2 separate regions of the Sus scrofa genome follow, and region 2 is linked to region 1. Evidence: chromatin contacts called from public Hi-C data. All regions are on one chromosome and are shown on one strand. Each heading gives the region's core, a stretch centred on a gene start, on an enhancer-like site or on the middle of the called end of the contact. The rest is flanking DNA. Distances are from core to core; before and after follow the strand shown. Region 1 overlaps UST (uronyl 2-sulfotransferase). Region 2 holds the start of UST (uronyl 2-sulfotransferase).

Region 1 (3,361 bases), core at 441-2,940:
AGAACTCCTTGGTCCTTTAACCTCAGAGGCCAGGAGGATGGCTGTGGGCTCAGGTTACCTGTCCCTCTTGCTTCTGCAAGAGGAAGTCCTTTGAGCAGGAGGTAGGATGGTCTTCCTGCCTTCAGCTTGGGGCTTGCAGTGCCTGCAACAGACACAGGCCTGCAATGAAGAAGAAGACCACCAGGGGGCGCATGATGGGAACAAGGCAAAGAGGCTGCATCTGACTAGAGAAAATCCATCTCTACAACTGGAAGGAGAGGAGAAAATATTTTAATTTTTCAGGGCTTGTTGCTTCTTCCTGTTTTTTTTTCCCCCTCCTTTTCTTTCCACTGAGTTTTCTTTAGCAGACTCTGCCTTTAGCTATAGGACTCCAAGATAAGACCTTGTTTGCAGAACTGAGTGAACATTTTTCCTGTGGCTGGGAGATGGACTTGGCTAATCTTTTTGGTTTGTTCCAAAGTCTGGCTGGAGCAGCTCTGATGCCTGTGGACACATCCCTCCTACTCTAAGGTCGGGAACCTCTGAGGGTCATTCTAGGAGACTTTTCCAAAACATCTTAAGCAGGACTAAGGCTTCTGGCATAAACTCCTGGGACAGACACTCCTCGGTAAGACTTCAGGGGAAATGTGATGTATGCAGAGGTTTGAGGGATTCTCAGGTGAAAGAGGAATTTTCCTTGCTAAGTGGAGGATTCTCTTTGATAAAAGGAAATCTTTCTAATAATTAGAGTCCTTTATGCAATCATTCTTCACTAGAACTGTGCCTGGGCATCTCCTGGGGAGTCCCCCACCTCCGCCCCCGTCAAGATGAGAATACCTGGGCTCCACCATTAAGAGTATAACTCAGTATTCTGCAGGAGGACCTAGAATGACGTGTTGTGAAAAAGCTCCCAAGAAGATTCTGACGCTGATGATGGTTAAGTACTATTTTTTTAATTGACTTCCCAGTGCCCATAAATAATGTTCTATCTCCTTAGCCTAATATTCAAGATTCTCTGGGATTTGAGCCCAGTTCACTTCAATTCTTATTCTCCCACATTATTCTTGAACACTTGTTTTTTGGTTTTGTTTTTCCTATAAAGGGACTGTTAATATTTTCCTAATAATGTTGTTTAAAGGATTCGGATAAGATGCATAAACATTCAGTGTGCCGTCTGGTGCTCAATGCATAGAAATAGAAAGAGTAGGTCCCCAATGAAAAGTCATCAACCTGAACACGTAAATGGTGAGACCTGCCTCAAGAATGAATGAATGAACCTTTCCCTTTAAACAGAGGCTAGTTGGCCCTGCCGTAGGGAAGCCTGGGAGGAATTCCCAGGGTCCCAAGACCATTTCCAAATCTAACACAGTTTCTTTAGGTGAGTTTTCTCTTCTAGAGCCACAGTGCTTTATAATCACAGTCAGACTTGGACTTTGCAGTGAGTGAAAGCAGTGGGGAAGGGAGGTCAAAATACTGTAAAGAAATTCGGTTTCTACCCAGGAGGCTAAAGCAGTCTAGAGCACAGACACATAGAGGCTCTGCATCCTCCACCCTGTGAATACTTTTCAAGATTTTAATTATTTGAATAGCTGTGGAATAGAGTCAGAGCAGATGTGGAATTTATAGTGAAAGAGCAGCCTTTACTGCCACGGCTGATGGAGGCGTACAGGCTAGGCCCCCAGCTCTCAAGCCGTGACTCAGAGCTCTGTGGGATGCAGCTGAGAGCCACAAACACTCAGCAAGAGTCCCCTGGCCAACTAAGACTTGGAATCTCTAGGTGGAAGCCAGTTAATCAGATTATTTCTCAGAGTCTTTAAAGTGTGAATAATTATTGTGATTCTCTCAGAGTCTTTAAAGTGTGAATAATTATTGTGATTCTCTCAGAGGGAGACGGCGGGGGGGGGGTCAGCATTTCCCAAATTTCTTGAATCATGGTATTTTCTTTCTTTTTTTTCCTCAGGAGCACATTTAGGGAAACACTGATATGATGGTTTTGACAGGGATTCTTAACCATATCTGTAACTGCCGTGGCACTTGATCTAAAAAAAAAAAAAAAAAAAGGTTTTCTGGATTCTGGTCCAAAATCACCAGGAGAAGGGCCACTGCAACCATATGTTTCAAAAGTCTCTGCTGGAGATTCTGCTGTGTAGCCAGACGACCACTGCGTTAGGAGAATGGCTCTTGGATTTGGGAGGCCTAAATTCAAGTTCGGGTGTCACAGACAGTCATTTTGTTATATTTGGAAAAATGACCTCATCTGGTTGTCTTAGTTTTCTCATCCATAAAGCAAGAAATCATACCCACTCACCGGTACAGTTTTAGGTCCAAAAGAGTTGAATAATGAAGTAAAACAATTAGCACAGAGGAGATGCTGTTTCCAATTTGTAGTTCTCAAAAGCTTCAGTATAAATAAAAATAGGAAATGTACTTGCTTTCTCAATCCTTTAGGCCCACTCGTCAACAATTCGTGCCTTTCTCCAACAAGAATGAAATAATTTTGAATTCTTCTATCTGCGCTATGCCTATGACCCTTTGATTTTTTTTTTTTTTTTTTTTTTTTTTTTTTTTTGTCCTCAGAACAATGTTCTGAAAGATAGAGGCAGGCCATTAACAAAGATGGTCATGAGTCTTTTGGAAATCACACCCATGTCTTCTGGAAAACAGTTCCTTATCTTTCAGATTGTATACAATCCCTGTTTTCCAAGAGATTACCTAAACTAGCCCAAGAAATTGAGATATGGTTTTAGAGCACAAATGAAAAAATATCACCATGGGTGGGCATGGTATGCCCTGCAAAGGTCCAACATTTGGCCAGCAGCAGCCACCCCTGCGCTTTTGCTGAGGTAGAGCTTTCTAAAATATGAGCATCAAAGGCATTTCTATTTCTCACAGGGAAAATGTGATGGGATTTCTATAGACATCCTAGCATGTGCTGTCTTCACACTCTTACTAATAATCGCTTCAGCGTCTTATTCCATCAAATAGATTTTTAAAATCTAGGACCGTGTGTGTGTGTGTGTGTGTGTGTGTGTGTGTGTGATGACAGCTACCCTCCCCCAGGGAGAAATGTACGGGTGGATCTGACCCTGGCCCAGAGAGGTGCCGTTGTGTATGAATGAAATGGTGCAGATAATTCCAGTCTTATAAGCAGATACTTTTCCGAAGCTCATTTGTAAGCCAGTAGTTTGGAACTTGGAACACATTTTTTTCATAAAAGAAACGGTCTGCATGGTGCAGAGTCCCGGGCCAGCCCGCAAGAGCCCGTTTAATTCGTACTGCACCCGAAGCGCAAGTGTCTTAACTCCAGAGAACAATGTTTCCATGGCAACGCGTTTTCAGAGTTCTACTGTTTCACGCCGAGAACCACCAACTTTTAAATTTT
Region 2 (3,361 bases), core at 257-2,756, 180 kb after region 1:
CCAGAAGTTTGCCAGGGCTCAGGTTTATCCCCCTTGGCCATCTGCGGTTAGCTGGAGCCCTCCCAGCCTCTTCTCCCCGCCCCCGCAAGAATCTTCCGTCAACAGACTCGGGAGATGTGCAGGCTCCCTTAGCCAGGGCGCGGGAGCCAGCACCGCACCGGGGACGCGGAGGACACTCGCCGCGCCTTGGCACCGCTCTCCCCGCGCCAGGACCACCGAGCTGCGGGTCACACCCTTTCTCGGAGCCGCTCTTTTCTCTCTTCTCACAACCCCTTCCTTACCTCTGCCAAAAAGAGGCGGCCTCGCTCCTAATAAACCGAGCACAACCCCCCAAAAAGTTTAGACTTGAGACACAGCGCTGAGGATCGTTCGGCCGAAGCAGGAGACACTGCTGGCCAGGCCGACCCACACCCCGGTCCCCCGGTCTCCGCGTCTCACTCTCTGCGGGGAGCACGGCGGGCAGGGACTGGCCAAGCACAAGCCAGCTCAGGGAGCTGAAACCGGCCCCTGGGCCACCCAAGCCAGCGGGCAGGGGATCAGGTGGGGCAGAATTCGCAGAACCGACCGTAGGGAGGAGCTAATCCCACCCGCTCGACCCGACCGACTGCTGGCCGGGATGGGGCTGTGGTCACTAAACAATGACAGGGAAGAGATGTCCCTAACCCCTCTCCGCCAGGCCTGAATATACACACACTCATACACACCCACAAACTCACACGCCTGCACTCCGTCCCGGACCGTGGCGGAAGCGGGGGAAGGTATGCAGCGCCCCGCCCCGGGGTACCTGCCCGGCACATCAAGCCCGCGGCGCCCCAGCCTCGGCGCAGACAGACGGACACGCAGGAGGCAGTAGGCGCTCGGGGCCGCCGCACGAATGCTCGCGGGCGTCCCACCTGGGGAGCCCCGGGCAGGCGGCGGCAGAGGCAGCTCCAAGCGCCCCGCGAGCCCCCACTGCCCTCCCCACCCCCCGCACAACTTCGCGCCGCCGGCGCCGCCCTCGCGCCCGCCTCCCCTCCTTACCCAAATACTGCCGCAGGTCGAGCAGGAAGCGCGGGGGTCCCCCGCCGAGCTGATAGAAGAGGGAGCCCAGGCAGAAGACCAGCAGGGTGGCCATGCAGAAACCGTAGTCCCGGAGGGAGAAGCGCAGGAAAGGCAGCAGGGAGACCCAGCGCTTCCAGCTGCCCAGGCCGGGCGGGGCGCCCCCCAGAGGGGCCCCATGGGGCCAGGGATCCGCGCCGCCGCCGCCGGGATGCTGCTGCTGCTGCTTCTTCTTCATCGCCTGCTCCGCCGCCTCGCACAGCCTGCCCGTGCCAGGAAAAGGTCACCCATCCGCCTGCGAGGAGGAGAGCCCGGCCGGCCGGCTGCACATGGGCAGGGCCGCGCCGAGGGCAGCCCGGGTGGGGGCGGGGAGGGGCCGAAGTTGCCGGGCTCAGGAGACTTTCCTCGGCATGGTCCCCGCCGCCGCGGCCCGAGCGGCCGAGGTGCCCGGCCCCGGCTCGGCGGCGCTGCCCGCGCCCGGCCCGCGCCCGCTAGCGCCCCCGCGCCCCGCGCCCCGCCGCGCCTCGGGCTCGCTCGCGGCCGCCGGGGCTCGCCTCCAGCGCCAGCGTGGACCCCCCGGCTTTGTGTCTGTCGGTCTCGGCGTGTTTTGTCCCGGTTCAGGCTCCTCTAAAAAACGGCAGGGAGGAACGGGAGGCGGACACCACCCCCTCGCTCCACCTCCTTGACAGGGGTTTTCCTCCTTCTCCTCCCCTTTCTCCCTCCGGCTCTCCGCGGCTCTCTCCTCCCTCTCCCCTCCCTCTCTCCGCTCGGGTCTCCGAGGTTCGGTCGGGTGTCACGTTACTGCCTCTGCCTGGAGGGGGGCGCGGGGGCGGCGATTATTCGCTACAAGGAAGAAAGTTTCAGGGTGTTTTTTTGCTTCCCCTTTTCTCCACAATCTGGCCTCAGTTCCTGCGCCACCAGCGACCTCTTGGGGGCCCCGCTGACTTCCCTCTCGTAAACAGTCACCGGCAGGAAGAAGCACGACTTCTTTTAGTACGATATGGTTGGGGTTGTTTTGTTGTGTGGTTTGGGGTTTGCGGGGTTTTGTTTTGGGGTTTTTTTTTTTCCATTTCAGAAACTTGATTCGCCCTCTGTATCCCTTAACTGCTTACTAAAGGCCGATTAAAAAAAAAAGGTACTGGGGTCCAAGACGTTGCTAAGATGGTAAAAGAGCAAGTGGTGTAAATTAGACTCAACATGCCCCATAGGGCCCGGCTCATCGTCCCAACTCCTGGAAGAGAAACAGCAGAAGACGCTCGCTTCTCGCTCGGCCTCGCTCCACAGCTGCTCATCCACGCAGCGACCAGAGGTGCAAGGCGGGGTGGGGGGCTGTTTCAGAGCGGACTCAAGGAAGTCCTTCCTCTCACAGACCCGAAGGGGAGGGAGACCTTACACACTCATTTCATCGCTGCCTCCCTGCCTTCGAAGGGAAACTTCTGGATCTGAAAGAGCAGCTTCCTGACAGAAAAGCTGCATCACAGGTCTGCTGGCGGGGGTGGGTGATGCACGAAAGGGCTGCCGTCATCAGCCCACCTGCAGTGAGAGTAATTTATTGCTAGATATAGAAGCTGTGCTACCGGAGGCTTAAGTGACTTGCCAAAGTCATGCAGCCAGCAGGAGCTGGGTGGAGAGCCACACTCAAATCGGTTTGACCCTCAAGCCAACAATACTATCTCCAGCCAGAGCGCTTTTCCTCATAATTTGCATGGTGATTGGAGGATGGGATATAACTCATTTAGCCCAGGCCTCCTGGTGAAACAGAAATGGACAGATTGGGTTTCCATCTTCTCTATCTCCCAATTCCTATTCACTTTGTACAGTCTGACAACCGGATTAAAGGAAGACTCAGGAGCCAGGGACCTCTACAAGTCTAAGACTGTTATCCTGAAAACCTTCAAGTTGGGTATTTGAGGAAGTTGCTATGAAAAATTAGGGAATAGGATCCTGAGATCAAGGGTTTACAATTGAAAAATAAGACAGTTTAGCCATCATGCGTACATGAGTATCTCTGCTTCCTGATTTGAATGGTGAAGAAGACACAGAGATCATAAGCCGAAGACAGTTGTAGATGAAGCGGGTAGTGTCACACACATCCACACACACACACACTCTGGTTCCCAATTTGATGCTGTCCTGGCCTACTGTCTCACCAACAGGAAGGCTGCTTTGGGGCCCCCCAAAAAGGGAAAGCCCTTTGTTCCGTCCCAGAAAATCCTAAATAGAGTGTTAATGGTTTGTTTCACATGGACTCCATGAATCAGAGATTTATTTGGATTAATATGCACATTTTAGAAATGTGAATGCCCCTGAGAGAATTAAGCCA

The links. A called contact is a pair of places that touch in the nucleus more often than the background predicts.
Region 2: a contact with region 1 is called in a Hi-C map of embryonic fibroblasts, with 6 times the contacts expected there. The contact joins the promoter of UST here to the enhancer-like site in region 1. A contact is called at or near these places in 18 of 47 Hi-C or Micro-C datasets (alveolar macrophages, brain, embryonic fibroblasts and 11 more) and 2 of 2 datasets of contacts at active chromatin or transcription factors (alveolar macrophages and skeletal muscle).

The regions. Positions count from the first base shown.
Region 1 is chr1:16,957,056-16,960,416 of Sscrofa11.1, forward strand. The region is part of intron 3 of UST (uronyl 2-sulfotransferase); the gene reads right to left. Among named protein-coding and RNA genes, the nearest start is that of UST, 180 kb to the right of the region's middle. Within about 2 kb of position 1,691, at least 7 of the 83 cell types and tissues checked have an H3K27ac peak or open chromatin away from gene starts, as enhancers often do. A contact at or near this core is called in embryonic fibroblasts, where this site is marked.
Region 2 is chr1:17,136,582-17,139,942 of Sscrofa11.1, forward strand. It overlaps UST (uronyl 2-sulfotransferase), which reads right to left and starts at 1,507. Exons shown (of 8, transcript XM_021086995.1): 1 at 1,021-1,507. The coding sequence starts at 1,276.